Regions from separate parts of the Hordeum vulgare genome. Here all the other regions are linked to region 1. Evidence: chromatin contacts called from public Hi-C data. All regions are on one chromosome and are shown on one strand. Each heading gives the region's core, a stretch centred on a gene start, on an enhancer-like site or on the middle of the called end of the contact. The rest is flanking DNA. Distances are from core to core; before and after follow the strand shown. Region 1 has its middle 98 kb from the start of LOC123426601. Region 2 holds the start of LOC123426603 (probable BOI-related E3 ubiquitin-protein ligase 3). Region 3 has its middle 140 kb from the start of LOC123426603.

The links. A called contact is a pair of places that touch in the nucleus more often than the background predicts.
Region 2: a contact with region 1 is called in a Hi-C map of seedling, with 3 times the contacts expected there. The contact joins the promoter of LOC123426603 here to the enhancer-like site in region 1. A contact is called at or near these places in 1 of 6 Hi-C or Micro-C datasets (seedling) and 1 of 1 datasets of contacts at active chromatin or transcription factors (embryo).
Region 3: a Hi-C map of seedling shows a contact between it and region 1, with 5 times the contacts expected there. The contact joins two enhancer-like sites. A contact is called at or near these places in 2 of 6 Hi-C or Micro-C datasets (leaf and seedling).

Annotation. Positions count from the first base shown.
Region 1 is chr2H:450,241,328-450,246,301 of MorexV3_pseudomolecules_assembly, forward strand. No RefSeq gene overlaps it. Among protein-coding and RNA genes, the nearest start is that of LOC123426601, 98 kb to the left of the region's middle. Within about 2 kb of position 2,559, at least 3 of the 3 cell types and tissues checked have open chromatin away from gene starts, as enhancers often do. A contact at or near this core is called in leaf and seedling, where this site is marked.
Region 2 is chr2H:450,942,174-450,947,147 of MorexV3_pseudomolecules_assembly, forward strand. It overlaps LOC123426603 (probable BOI-related E3 ubiquitin-protein ligase 3), which reads left to right and starts at 2,991. Exons shown (of 2, transcript XM_045110466.1): 1 at 2,991-3,510; 2 at 3,615-4,425. The coding sequence starts at 3,064. The coding sequence ends at 4,142.
Region 3 is chr2H:450,800,817-450,805,790 of MorexV3_pseudomolecules_assembly, forward strand. No RefSeq gene overlaps it. Among protein-coding and RNA genes, the nearest start is that of LOC123426603, 140 kb to the right of the region's middle. Within about 2 kb of position 2,000, at least 3 of the 3 cell types and tissues checked have open chromatin away from gene starts, as enhancers often do. A contact at or near this core is called in leaf and seedling, where this site is marked.

The DNA.
Region 1 (4,974 bases), core at 1,309-3,808:
AAACTTTGGGTTACTACCGGCGCAAAGAAGCTAGGGAATATCATTATGTATGAATAATTATCATGTCGTGTATTTGTGAGTGTGTTGTAGAACTCTAAACTCTACTCTGTGTTGTTTTCTCAATCTGCGCATGTTAAATAGGCTGGCCCGATACTGTTTACCTTGGCGCGAGACAGCCGTACGGTCTCGCTTAAAGCGAGATGTAGTTTTTGTGGTATATCTGTTCTAATCGAAAAAGAGAAAAGGAAAAAGGAAAGAGATGGAAAGACATGATGGATCGGGGCCATTCACAGCCCAAAACATAAATACGAAGGTCATTCGCGTTGTCGGGCCTACATGAGCCCATCGCGCCATGAACAATGAAGAACCTGAATACGTGTCTATAGGGCCGACGGCACACACACTCGTCTAGGTTAGCCTCGGCTCCAAGCCTTCATATTTTGTTTCTCATTGTGTAACAAGGAGCGCAAATCTATTATAAGTAGATATCTTTGTCGATCTCACATTCACACAGGTGAACGTTAAGCGAGCGTGTAAATCTTTTACAACATAATATTATCAGCTTATCACAAAAATATCGTTCTCAACGCACATCACTTTCATTTGCACATTCCAAGAGGAGGTTTCCTTATCTTTTTTGTCAACGGGTTTCAGACCCAGCCAGCCAGCCGGGCACTGGAGCTTCATCAAGCTTTTCATGACAAAGGAAAGGCGGAAAAGATACGCTAGCCCTATCCTCCCATGTAGATGTACTAGTAGCTCCACTGAGAAGCGATCATCACGAGAGAGAGAGACGAGAGGCAGGACAGTGTTGGGTCAACAGTAGCGGCAAACACACATGCAAGGCAGAGGATCACAGCCTGACGGGCCAATGGTGGCACTCGTACGCGTGCACCGCTTTTGCATCTTTCCCGGAAGCTGGCCTGCCCGACGCGACGCCGCTGCCTGTCAGCAACAGCACAGAAGCTCAAGGATGGAGCCTGCCCATCCATGGACTCTTTTGTTCCCTCCACTTTTTACTACTGCTTAGCTTCAACCCCATCATAATCAGGGGCGCCAGTGGGTAAAGGAAAAGGCGAGGGAATCGAGTTCCTCCCAAATGGAATGGAAAGGATGCATCCGTAGCTCCGCACCATAGCATAATGCGCGATCTATCCATCATCATTGTTATTCATTAGACGGTCAGATAGCTCAGTATTAGGTTGGTAGGCAGATAGAAAGATGATTATTTCCAGCAACAAAGCAAAGAGAGGCGGGCATGCGATGCAACGCAAAGATCACGGTGGTGTGGTGTGGTGCTACTGCTAGTGTTGCGGTTGATGATGATGGGTGGTGAGTGGTGACAGACAGGGCGGCATCCCATCTTTTGGCGGCATCAAGTCTCGGACATGCCATATACCGCTGCTTTTCATTCATTTATTTGTACGTAATAAAGTGGGGGGCATCAGCGCACGAGTCTGAACAATGACGGAATCATGCAAATGCTCCTAGTGGTAGTGGTGGCGAGAACACGATCGAGATCTATCATCGTTCCCGGCAACATAATAATCGCCGCTTTTGTAGCAACTTTTGGCCCAAAACCCAGATTAGTTTGCTTGTTTTAGTCGGAAGGGGGGAACGAACGGGCATCGATCACGGGCGGGGCTGCTCCCACCAATACCTTTTTCCTTGTTGGTTGCTTTTCGGTCCCGAGTTCTCATTTCATTTCATGGGCTCAACTCAACGACAACAAGCAAGGCCTGAATAAAGACCACTCACGTCGGGGTCCTTTTCCATCCCTTTACGACAAGGAGAGGAGAGGAGAGGGGCCTATAATTGTGGGCACACAGTCACGAAACTCCACTCGTGCCGCGTCGACTCACATCATACGCGCGCGTCGTCGGTTGATTGATTCCTGGCGTCCTGCGCGGATTCGCTTCGCACGCCGTGTCCGTGTCTCGCGCTTCAGACCGGCACATGCCCCATACGACTCGGCTCCTTTCTTTCCCTCTTCTTTTCCCATCGCGAATCGATGCTCATGACATGGACGCGCGCGGGCACAAAGCAAGCAATTGCTTTTGCAGCGATCGTATTCGTACGTCAAGCCTTAGCTACAACGAAGCCATCAATCCGATCCCATGGACAACGGAACACACCACCTCTTCTCTTCTCCTCTCTTTTCTTCTCTTCTCTTGAGGGAGAGAGAACCTTTTGTTTTCGTCGTGCCGATCGATCATGAGCTTGGCGCAAGCCGACCGACAGCCGTATCATACGGCAAACCGATTCCGTTCGGATAACTATTCGGATGCCGTCCATCTTCATCCAACCGGAGAAATCGCACGCTTTACCGTAACCGACCAGCTGATCGCCCATCTTCTTTTTCTTTTCTCACCTCCCAAAGCGTCAAACCAAGATGCCGGTGCCCAACACCGATCCGAGCAAAAGCAACACCGATTATACTCGACGAACGCAACGCATCTTCAGGTGGTTAAAGGTGGCGGGAGAATGCATATATATCTCGTGCTTATGCCTAAACGAGAAGTACACTCAAGTGGCCGAAAGCATCTATGCCCTGGCTACCTACGGGGCCGGCCGGACGGACGATTCCATTCTTGTGATCTCGTGATGAGTGATGAATGTCGAACCCATCGCTGTCAAGCATTTCAACCATACCATGAGGGGGAACCTGCGCCGAGTTGTCTATTCCAGGTATCAAACAAAAGATAATCGTCCCTCGCGCGCTACCGAGCATCCCGTGTTACCAGAACCAAAGGCCTTTTCCGACCAGTGCACGAATCAATCCAGACGTAGAGCACGATCAGGAACACTTGAAAAGACATATGAGGAGAGATCTGTTGACATAGCATCCCTAGATCATGGTTAATAAAATAACGTATCCTAGATTTTCTGTATATATTGACACATGTTCTTTTTTATTTGTCGGGGTAAAGGAAATTTTATTTCAAGGAAACAGAGTTATAGTCGAGAGGCCAAAACTCTTCAATACACGGTGAAACTTAAGGCCTATTCGGATGTCATCCGCTCCGCGTTTCCACTCTCGGAGTTGGAGGAGCGGCAGTTAAAAAACGCAGAGTGGGGAAAGAGGTACTTCCCAGATTCTCAGATTTGACGGAGCTGAAGGCTTGCCGAACAGCTCCTTAATCCAGCCACACAACAATGGCACGTTCACAGCGGCTATATTTAGCCAACCAATCGGCAACTCTATTTTGAGAGCGATTGATTTTCAACGGATAAAACTCCCTATCACCAAGAAGAGCTTTGATCTCTAGCACCAGATGGCCATAGGGCGAGCGGAGAAGCGTATCATTAGTAAGACTCGAGAGAGCTTCGGAAGAATCCAACTCCAGCACCACTGAAGAAGCGAAGTGTTGAACGGCAAGGGTCATACCCAGCATGATCGCATGCAGTTCGGCCTTCAGCGGGTCGTTGCAATGGAAGAGATAATGATAGGCCGGCAACAACACTTCCCCCTTCTCGTTTCTGATGATCATGCTCGCCGCCGCCGTCCCATCATCCTTCAGGAAGGAGCCATCGACACACAACACAAGCAAGCCAGCCGACGGGTCCGGCCATGGAGCAGCAACAGTAGGCAAAGACCGGACTATTTCCGCAGCCGCCGACGAGGGCATATTTCCTTTCGGGATTTCCTGCGTAGAGAATCACCCAGCCAGGACGATCGACTTGTAGTAGCTGTCGAAGTATTCCACCGTGGCCAGGACGGGTGCAGTCTCCTTCCCATGAGCCATATCGTTCCGTGTTTGCCAGATACGCCAAAGCAGGAGGATCAACATGTCCCGGACTGGTGTAGAACACTTGGATAGCAGGGTGACAAGCCACTCCGTTCCATAAAAATTGAGAAGATCGTCGCCGGGGAGTGGCCATCGACACCGCATATTCAGCCATAAGATCATGTCGTGCGTGCAAACAATTAGGGCATGGAACGAGTCCTCCTCTGCGATACCACAAAGCGGACAAGACGATCTGTGTATGAATTTTTTGCACTGCGGTGTAGCCAGAGTATCGATGGTGCAACGCCACGCAGTGATCTTCATCTTTTGGGGGATCGCAGACTGACAAATAAGGTTCCACGAAGTGCGCATACCAGCAGGGTTCATGCTTGACGCATCAACAACAAAGGCATCATTCTGACCGTGTGTGAGTCTGTAAGCACTTCGCACAGAAAACTTGTCGGACTTCTCAGGGCTCCATGAGAGGAAATCATTCCTCACGCCCGGAGAGGCACGGATCTTCAGAATGTACTCCACATCCATGGGCCAGAAGAATTCATTGAGACGGTCGGGCCCTCCAAGCACCGTTATCGTCTAAGAAGTTAGAGGCCGTCTTGAACCGCAAGTGCCTTTAGGAGTAATTGGTCTGTAGGATGAAGGCCGAGGGATCTAAGGATAAAAACTGTGAATTCACTAATAAAAAGAGCACCCTTTACAAATGTCATTCTCACCGTCCCAGATTGCGACAAGTGTCGTACTGCATGTACGTCATTTATCTCAATCTGAGAGTTTTTTTTCGTATATTCCTTTATTCAAATATTTTATATCTCAAACCGTGCGTGCAAATGCCGAATTATTTCCACTGTTAGATTTTATGCGTCGAGATCTTCAAAACTAGATCTCATGTTGATAGGTTTTAGTGTGTGTTTTCCAGGAAAAATCTGGACGAAAAAACCAAACACGAAGCACGTTTTTCGCTTTCCGAGATGTACACGTGTGCCCTCACGAAAGCAAATCTCTGCCTCCACGAAAAGTATATATGTGCCTCTCGTGAGTCGTGATAAAAAAAGAAAACAAAAATTACGACACACACAACCATGTCTCTCACGTAAACAAATTTGTACCTCCATGAGAACTAAATCCGTGCCTCTAGTAGTATAAAAAACATATTTTTTCTTTTTCACCTGTGCCCCTAGCAGAAAGCAAACCCGTGTCACTCATGGCAGGAAAAAAACACATTCTTCTC
Region 2 (4,974 bases), core at 1,741-4,240, 700 kb after region 1:
GTCATATAATTCAGCAAATCGTTCCACATAATCAACCACAGTTGACTCCTGCGCAATGCAAAATGCGTACCTTACGAGTGTTTGTTGTTGTTTGCGACTGAATCTGTTCATCAGGAGCTGACAGAACTCTGGCCAAAACAGATTTGGTGATCTGCGTTGCACTACTTCCAACCATCGCGCTGATGCGCCTTCAATCTGGGAAGTGGCGAACAAGATCCAGCTTGCCGCGGGAGTGCCCCAAAGCTTGAAGTAATCCTCGCAACGAGATTGCCAAGGCGGCGGATTCATGCCGTCGAAATGGGGCAATTCCGCATGAGGAACAGATCCATACGCGTGGGACACATCGGGAAACAGCAAGCTCACGAGGGAAAAAGTTCAGGGGAAGAGCCAGAATCACGCGCACCTCTAACCAAAGAAGGCACATAAACATGATGTGCCTTCCCCCGACGGAATTTGTCGAAGCCAAGGGGATTCGCCACGAGTTACTCGCGACCGCCCCCAACCTCCTTGTCAGCCGATGAACTCGCTTGCTTGCATGCGTTCTCGTCCTTGCCGCATCGCTCAAGCTCCGCCAGGATGTTCTCGATGTTGAGGTTGACCTCGGCCCTAGCGCCATCTATCCGCATGAAGATGAGGCCGTCGAGGGCCGCGGTGGTGTCCTTGAGCATTTGACTAATAGACTGGATAATCTCCTCGCCTTCCGCCTTGAACTTGTGGTCTAGCGCCTCAGCGAAGTCCGCTCGGAGAAGTTCCTAGATCTGTTGCCCTTTCGAACACAACTTGTCGATGGTGACTCTCTACTGCTGTAGCTTGAATCGCGTAGCGTAAATGTAGCGTAGAATCGATCAAAAAGCTCTGTGTACAAGATGTAAGGATTCTTCTATTATTATTGATAGATCTAGGGTTCTAGAGAAGTCTTAGGTGTCCATCTAACTACCTACACAGCAATGCTCTCTACATACGCTTCTCTGTGTCCTCGTCGAAGCCACCCGTCGCCAACCACCGTTCTCTAGCTTGATGAATGCTTAAGTAACAGGATACCGTTACACCCGTCTTAGTGGATCTAGTATGGGTTTGCAAGCCGCTGGAAAGTCTTGCGATCACGAGTGGGCCGGCCTGTTGGCCCACGACTCGGTTAGCTGGCTTCCCGTTGCTTCTTCTCATCATCTTTAGAGTCGTGTGTATTGACACTCGGAACGCTGACAGATGGTTGGGTCAATTTTTTATGACCGATCAATAAGCGGGCGGGGTGACCAAACGAAAAAGGTATGAGGGGTTCGGGTTGGGACAAGTTTTACTGTTTTGACCTTTTTGCGAAAGTTAAGCCGGATTTGACCTTGGTTTGATTTTTTTTGAAACTGACCCTTTTGCTAACGCCGGATACCTTGACGGTATAGTATAACAACCTATCGCCGAGGTCCCTGGCGGTAGGAAAACGGCTTACCGTCAGGGTGTCTGGCGGTAGCGCTGTGACCCTACCGTCAAGGGGTCCGGCTGTAGACACTCGCGCGCACTCAACCCGCAAGTTAGCCATTTTTTACCCTAGGCGTGCAATTTTACCGTCAGAGGCCTTAGTGGTAGGTTGTGGGCTCTGACGATAGCAAAATGGTCAGATCCGATTTCTTTTCCAACCGGAGTCAGATCCTGATGAACTTCAAAAAAAGATAAAAACTGTGAATTTGGCCTCGGGTTGAAGAAACGTACAAATAGTCCGGATTATAGATGCTCTAATAAACTGGCTAGGTGTGCATGCACGGGGACGTACGGGAGATCTCGATGTCGATGTGCCCAGCGCCCAGTACTACGCTATAGCGCGCACAGTCTGAGGGTGTAGAGTCGTGCACTGTACTATGCTAGTATCGCGTTATAATCATCGTCACCGGCGTGGCAGCACCGTCTGCATGATTCCCAACAGTACCGGTTTGGTGCCGGAGGGGAGAGAGAGAGAGAGGGAGGGTGGCTGGTGAGTTGGGAAACTGGCCCACAAGCGTCGTGGCCGGCGTGAGACGCGATCAAGCCTACTGTAGTAGTAGGAGTACGTATATATGGACCCTTGCTGTTGGTGGTGCTCCGTGCCGCGGCAGCACCGGAGGTGCCGTGCATGCAGGTGCGTCCCGCAGAATGGTCGGTCGGTGCGGCGCCTTTACGGGCGGGTGGCTGTTACTTCCAGCTTTCATGGCCGCCACGAGCGGCCCGTGGCCGGCCCTGGCTGACTGGCAGGTTGGAGTGCTGCTACCACTCTGGCAGTGGTACTGTGGATCGTGGCTGCCGACGCCGCTCGATTAGCTGGTTTGGCGATGTGTCATGTGTGTGCCAAGCCAAATAAGCTCCTTGTTTGCATGTGCCTGCCTGCTTGATTGGTGCTCAACATTAACTAGTCCAGTAGAGTACGTGCCCCGTCGCCTGGACCCAGATCAATCAGGGCAGGGCAGGGCAGGGCAGGGGCAGCGCTCCGTCAGAGATGCACGAGGGCGACCACCACTACCCTGCGCTCTTTCCGTGATCAGCAGGACCAGGACCAGGCTGCTATCTAGATCCGGTTCTGCAGGGCGCGTCTTGAATTCTTGATCACTCGCTTGGCGTTTCCACAGGATGTGTAGCTAGCCTGATGCCACCGCCAACCTGCCCCCATTTATTGAATTCAGCTGTTATCCGGCCCCGCGAGCTTTGATTTGCGCGTCTCCCCTGGGATCTTTTCTTTTTTAGCAGCAGCCGTACGTTGGGATCGCATCACGCAATCTGTTTGGACTTTTGACCGCAAACAAATTACTCCACCGTCTCTCTAGGTGGTCTTCATCTTTGGGACGGACGGCCCCGTCCTCCATCTGCGTCTGCATGGATGGATCGTCCATCCATTATTTCGCGGGTCAGTTGCCCAACGTGCAGGTGCAGTGGCGTCACGTGTCCTCCCACCAGAGTGCCCTGCCGCTTCAACTCATGCCTCTTTCCCCAACCGCAAACGCGGACGCGTATATAAAACCTCCCTCCCTCCCTCCAAGCCCACGACCGTCTCCCCATCCGTTTCCCTGTCCTCTCTCTCTTCGCACGCCGTAGTAGTTGGCCATGGCCGTGCAGGCGCAACATCTCTCCCACGCCTTCCCCCACGACCTCCACGCCTACAACAGCATTAGTGCTCTGGAGGATGACCTGACGGCCGGCTCCCTCCTCTTTCCCGAGAACCTCAAGCGCGGGCCGGAGTTGGAGGGTGTTGGGAACACGGTGTTCGCCAACGTTCCGCGCGTCGATCTCACCTGGCACGACAGCGCCCGCGCCCACGGTTTTGCGCAGAGGAAGCGGCCGCGCGTCGTCCCGGAGGCGCCTTCATACTTGGAAGATCAGCGCGGGCAGGGGCTTGTGCCCGTCGCCGTCGGTGATGTGCTGACCAGGGCGGTGGGCTCCGACGCGGCGTCCACCAGCGGGAGGATGATCAATGCCGCCGGCCCGCCGCAGGACCTGCTCTCTCAGATGTACCGCCAGGGCATGGAGATCGATGCAGTCCTACGACTCGAGGTACGTACTACGTACGATTTTGTTCATGGGAACTCTAGCTAGTTCTTGGTTTGATCGCGCGGCGTTTTGATTCTTGGTGCCTGATTCTGATGGACGTTGTGCAGACCGACCGCATGCGCGCGGGGCTGGAGGAGGCGCGACGGCAGCACGTCAGGGCGCTGGTATCGGCGGCGGAGCGTGCTGCAGGGAGGCGGCTGCGGGCCGCGGAGGCCGCACTGGAGCTGGCGCGCTGCCGCAACGCCAAACTGTCAGAGAGGCTCAGCCAGATTTGCGCCGAGGGTCAGGCGTGGATACGCGTCGCCAAGAGCCACGAAGCAGTCGCCGCCGGCCTCCAAGCTACACTCGACCAGGTCCTGCAATCGCCTTGCGCTGCCGTCAACTCCGCCGGAGCGGATGGAGAGGGCGACGCCGAGGACGCGCGGTCCTGCTGTTTCGAGACCCCCGCCGGCGACCACGCCGCAGGATCCAAGGCGTCGGCGGTGGCGTGCAGGGCTTGCGGCGAGGGCGAGTCGTGCGTGTTGCTGCTGCCGTGCAGGCACCTGTGCCTCTGCAGCGCGTGCGACGCCGCCGTCGACACTTGCCCTTTGTGCGCGACCGCCAAGAACGCGTCGCTGCATGTCCTGCTCTCGTGATTCAAGCTTGCGCGCGTCGAAGCAACGGGGCCTTCTCCGAAACGGCTTGCGATAGGGAAGTCAGCTGGCCTCAGCTGGCTCGATCAACTTGCCCATGTTACTTACTTTCGGACATGGATGGCACGAACCGAATGCAATTTCAGATAGAGCGCCATAGTTTGATTTTAGCGTTGTGGTTTTCCAAGTAGGGTTAGGGTGTATTTTGTTTAGGATTTTGATAACCAGCATCGTCGCTTGGAAGAACATGACAAATTGAACATTTTGATTACTTCGCCACTTTTAAGATAAGTGTCTTAACGTTAATACAATTTTATACTAAAGCTAGTATAAAGTTGAGAGGTTTATTTTAAGACAGGAGTATGTTGTCATGTTGATGACAATGCTTAATCCGGGATGCGCAAAGACTAACCCCTGTCAAACTATCAATATGACGTCGTGAATCCGTCACATGTATTTAGGTCGTGATTTTGATCAATTTAATAAGAGTCATATAATATAAAAAAATATATCATTAGAAACTTTAGATGTTCTATATTTTCTAATGATATAATTTGTATGTTAAATAATATATTTTATATAAGTTCAAATGACGATCTAGGTGCACGTGAATGTCTTCTAAACTCTAACAAAGCGAGCACTCCGTATTACTCGCCTCAGAAAGTTCATAAGGGCTCTGTCATTTCACACCTCTTAGGCCCTGTTTGTTTCATAAGTCCTAGGACTTTTTTAAGTCCTAACTTATAAGTTATAAGTCTCTGCCTCTTTGTTTACAGGGACTTATAAGTCCCGAGTCCCTACCTGTTTGTTTACCGGGACTTACTTATAAGTCCAT
Region 3 (4,974 bases), core at 750-3,249, 560 kb after region 1:
TGTGACAATCAAACGGTGATTGCCAAGGTGACCAGTTCTAATGATAATGTGAAGTCATCAAGACACGTTAAAAGACGTTTGAAGTATGTCAGGAAATTGAGAAACTCCGGAGTAATTAATTACTGTTACGTATATTCAAACAGACAAAAACCTGGTAGATCCCTTTACGAAGGGACTATCACGTAATGTGATAGAAAGTGCATCGAAGGAGATGGGTATGAGACCCGTGAGTATTATACCCTAGTGGTAACCCAACCTATGTGATCGGAGATCCCGTGAATTAGGACCTGGGAAGAACAAGCTAGTGGTTTAAGTGAGGAGAGTATTTTGTAAACCCTCTCTAAGTGAAGATGCATAACTCTTAAAGAGCTGTATGGCAGGTTGGCAACATGCCTTAATGTGTTTATGTTGGCTATTCGTAGCAAAGGTGCTATCCTACAAAGCGCCCTTGAAAGAACACACCTATATGAGTCTGACTGTTAAAACGTCAGAGTCTATGAGATTTGGGTGATCTCTAACTCATGAGGAGACCAAGTAGTATGACGTATATGCTACACCCGCGGGGTAGCCTACTCGCAGCCAAGTACTAGTTATGATTTTGAGTGAAATCTAAAAGCACCAAACTTGTAATTCAAGGTTCGTCCATTGTTCAAGTTGCCGATAGACGTAGCTCAAGGTTCTAGGCGGAACTTCAACTTAACGGTCTCTGCTGAAACACTGGTATATAAACAAGACGCGAGGTGTGACAAAATCTCCAAATGGGCATTTGAGGTCTGGTGAGGAATTGTTAGAATTTGGGCCCATATTTGGGGCACCCAACTAGCAAATCCTGAAATCTTAAAGTGGCCCATGTGTACAAGCAAGTGATGGGAATGGAAAGTTTAGTCACCCATGGAAAGTTGGAGGAGATGTACACCACCTTATAAGGTGGAGTGTTGTAGCACTTGTAAGTGAGTGAGAAGAGGAGAGCCTTTCGCGCACTCCTCCTCCGCCGCTCGCTCGTCTCGACTCGACACGTCGCGATTCGTGAATTCGGGCCTCGAGCCGAGACAACATTTCTCTTTATTGTCCTGTTTTGGAAAACTGAATTCGTAGTCGTGACGGACGCGTCACGGCTGGGCCGGTTCGGGTCGCTCCCGAATCGTGTGCTGCAACCGACTCGGATGTGCGGCGTGGGCCACGTCGCACCCGTTAGGGTTTTTCCGAACCGCAGTATAAAAAGGCACATGCCGTGGGCGCTGTACACACACAGAAACCAATCTAGGGTTTTGCCACTCCTCGTTCCTTGTGCCGTCACCGTAGTCTATTCCATCCCGAGCGCTGGCGTCCACCGGCGAACGGGAGAGCAGGTCTCGGAACCAGGCACCTTTCTGATCATGTACGGGAGAGGGCGAATTAGGTTTTTGGGAAGCGCTCTGCGCGACTGCTCGCTGCTTTCACAACGGGTAGTCTACCTAGCAAGTCGGGCGGTGTTGCGTACCGCCGCCTCAAGCGCCGTCTACTTCGGCCCGTCATCGCCAACGTCGTCGTCAACAACATAGTTGCACCAAACACATTTGCTTCATCTGCAAACGTTCGGTACGTGCGTCGTGTTTCCGTTGGCCTGATGAACATGTTAGATGCGTGCATGTTTTGCTATACTGTGTTGCTGCTATTTATGTTGTCTACTTCATCTAATATGTTAGAGTTTCACATGTTAGTAGATAGTATCATCATGCTTTATATTTTGGAACTAATCATGAAAATTGTGCCTAATTAATCAACAGGTACTTCTCACTATGAATATCCTTATGATATTACAAATTACAAAAATAATATCATACAATAATATTTGCAAATGTGCATCATACTACCCTATCATACCCAGAAGCGCCTCACACCGTCACACGCGCACCTGCAAACCTATAGGCCACTCGAACGGAGAGAAGACTGATCTGGGATGGTGGATCCCACGCACATATATCGAAAACGAAAAGAGTCACATGATATTGTCGAGTGGGATGGGGCCTACGAGAACAGCACCACCTCCTCTCGCTTGGCTACGAGAACAGCACGCCTGCCGGGTGCATATCCTACTGGAAAAGCCAAAACAAAGATGTAAACGGGAGAGGAAGGAATACGTGTACTTTGTTGTCGTTTCGCGTCAAGGAGTGCCGTGCATGTATCGCATTCCGCCTGCTGTAGTTTTCGCGGCGAGTGCGACGAGCGCTACAGCTATTAATGAATGAACGAAGGCGTACAAATCCTGTCGACAAGCGACGCTCACATGCATGATGTATCCGTATGAATGGCGGGGCCGGCCTCGACCACATGCTTTGTGCGGTGCATGCATAATTGTTGTGCAAGTAGGAGCGTCCGTGACGCCACGATCTATCTATCTATACGGACGGAACAAAGCCTGGACAGTGGACACGCTGGTCCACGGCGCTCATCACCTCATGTCATGCATTGCCCTTTTCTAGACTTTGCCCAACAAGATGGATCATGTGATCAACTGATCATCTGCGTGCGGATCGATGTGTGCACATGTCATCCCACACATGATACAAGTTACTGTACTGTATGAGACAAGATAAGATTTTGTGTCACCATTTGACAATTACAGAAGGCATTATCACATCGAGTCAAAGCACCACTCGATGTAATGCCACCACTGACTGGATCGGTTTTGACAACCACAAAGTTCATAAGACATGTCTGTCGGCCACCCGCAAATTCAGCTAGCTTAAGGTTGATGCGCAATTTCACCGACACCTCTCCAATTAACTGAAGTCTGGAATGCATTGTTTTCGAACTTATAAAGCACAAGATTGATGGCACCGAGTCCACGGAGTATCTAGCTGCATTTTTCACGCAAAAAAATTTATTCAGCTCAAACTAAAGGTATAATTATCATTATTTAGCCAATCTTCTTGTGAAAATGGCTAACAAATAAGTTAATCTTCTTCATTCATCTCTTAGGATTAGTTCTGATGATTATTTTAATAGATGCATAAAAAATAAACTTATGATCTAGTCCGAATATAGGTACATTACTTGCAATACATACCACTTCAAATACGTTCGAAGAGCATGATTTGTGTCGTGGAAATGAACATGACAATGAGTACTAGGGGTACGAAGAAGGGCTGGATCTAACAATGACGCAAATGTGACACAAAGATTTTACGAGTTCAGACTTCTCACACAGAAGGTAACAACCCTACGTCTCATGCCGGCTATGTTTTCTCTTGGGTCTCAATGTTACAAAGGATAACAAACCCATGTATCAAAGCTACGGGATGGCTGATATAGAGTGTGTCCACACCTTGTCTCCTCATGTTACAAGGTAATGAACGGTTGCGTTGATGAAGAACATTACATAGCCAAGCATAATTAATGCTAATAACGTGTTAGGATGTGTGCCTCTTGGCGCTCCAAACACTACACGAAAAGACCAGACGGCAAAGACGAGAAAACAGACGGTCAGGATTCTGCCGTCAGCAAAGGGTACTTTGTTCTCACCTTTTCATCGAGTGGATGGTAAAGATTTTACCGTTATCCAATCTCAGTAACACACGGCAAAGCAGATCTTCGCCTTGAGTCAAAACACCATCTTTGTCGTGAGTCGAATTAATCTAAAGACAACAAATAATTTCTTTAATTAAAATCTCACAGGATACCTAAACACATAAACATTTTCCATGACATTCTTTATAGATAGATTTACACAACAAATCTACTATAACTGGTTTGAAGACACCTCACCATAAAAAAATTGTAGATACAACATTCTTTATAGATCATATTTACACAAATCAATATCAACATTTTTCTTAATCTATTTACACATTCATGCTACATAGAAGGGAACCCTGCCACCCTCCTGCAGATTGCACCGGGGGCGGGGTAGCGCCCGTCGGCACTCGTGCTGGCCATGGAACCGCTCGGGATCCTGCGCGTGATGGGGGCGAGCGGCAGCGGCCCTCTGGGTTGGGCGCTGATACGTTCATTTTTCATCATGAATTTGTATTGATATTATGATATTCTTGTCCATTATTCCTCATTACAATACAATTTTTATGTCTTTTATCTTTGAATACGTAAGGTACATCACAAAGAGGGAAATTGCTAGAAATTGGAATTCCGGACGTGAAAACCAAGAAAAAGGTTGAAAAAACACTGGACTACAAATGAACTTAAACTTCATGGAGAATTTTTATGGAATATTTAAGAATTATCGGGCCAAAATTATACTAGAGGAGGGCCACCTGGTCGCCACAAGCCAATAAGACGCACTTAACCCCGTGGTCGCGCCCTGTTGCCTTGTGGGGGCCCAGCGGGTCTCCCGACGCCCCACTTCTCCTATATGATTTGTTTTACCCTAGAAAATTCATAAGAATACTTTCGGGAGGAAGCGTCACCGTCTCGAGGCGGAAACCTGGGCAGAGGTCCTTTTGCTCTCCGGTAGAGAGATTTTGCGAGGAAAACTTCCCTCCGGGAGGGGGAAATCGAAGCCGTCAGCATCACCAATGCTTCCTCCTTCATGGGAGGATCAATCTTCATCAACATCTACACCAGCACCATTTCATCTCCAAATCCTATTTCATCTCTTGTATTCAACAATTGTCTCAAAACCTCAAATTGGTACATGTGGGTTACTAGTAGTGTTGATTACATCTTGTAGTTTATGCTAGTTGGTTTACTTGGTGAAAGATATGATGTTCAGATCCTTAATTACCATTATTATACCTGTGATGTTGAACATGTTGATGAGGTGTGAGTATTTATTAGTGTTCCCGAGGATGGGAGAAGTCTTGTTATGAGTAATCATGTGAAGTTGGTATTTGTTTGATATTTTGATGATGTGTATGTTGTTGCTTCTCTTAATGGTGTCGTGTGACCGTAAAACATACGACACTTCCCATGTTATGGGCCTACGGGAAGGCATTGTGGAATAATAAGTAGATGATGGGTCGCGCGAGTGACAGACGT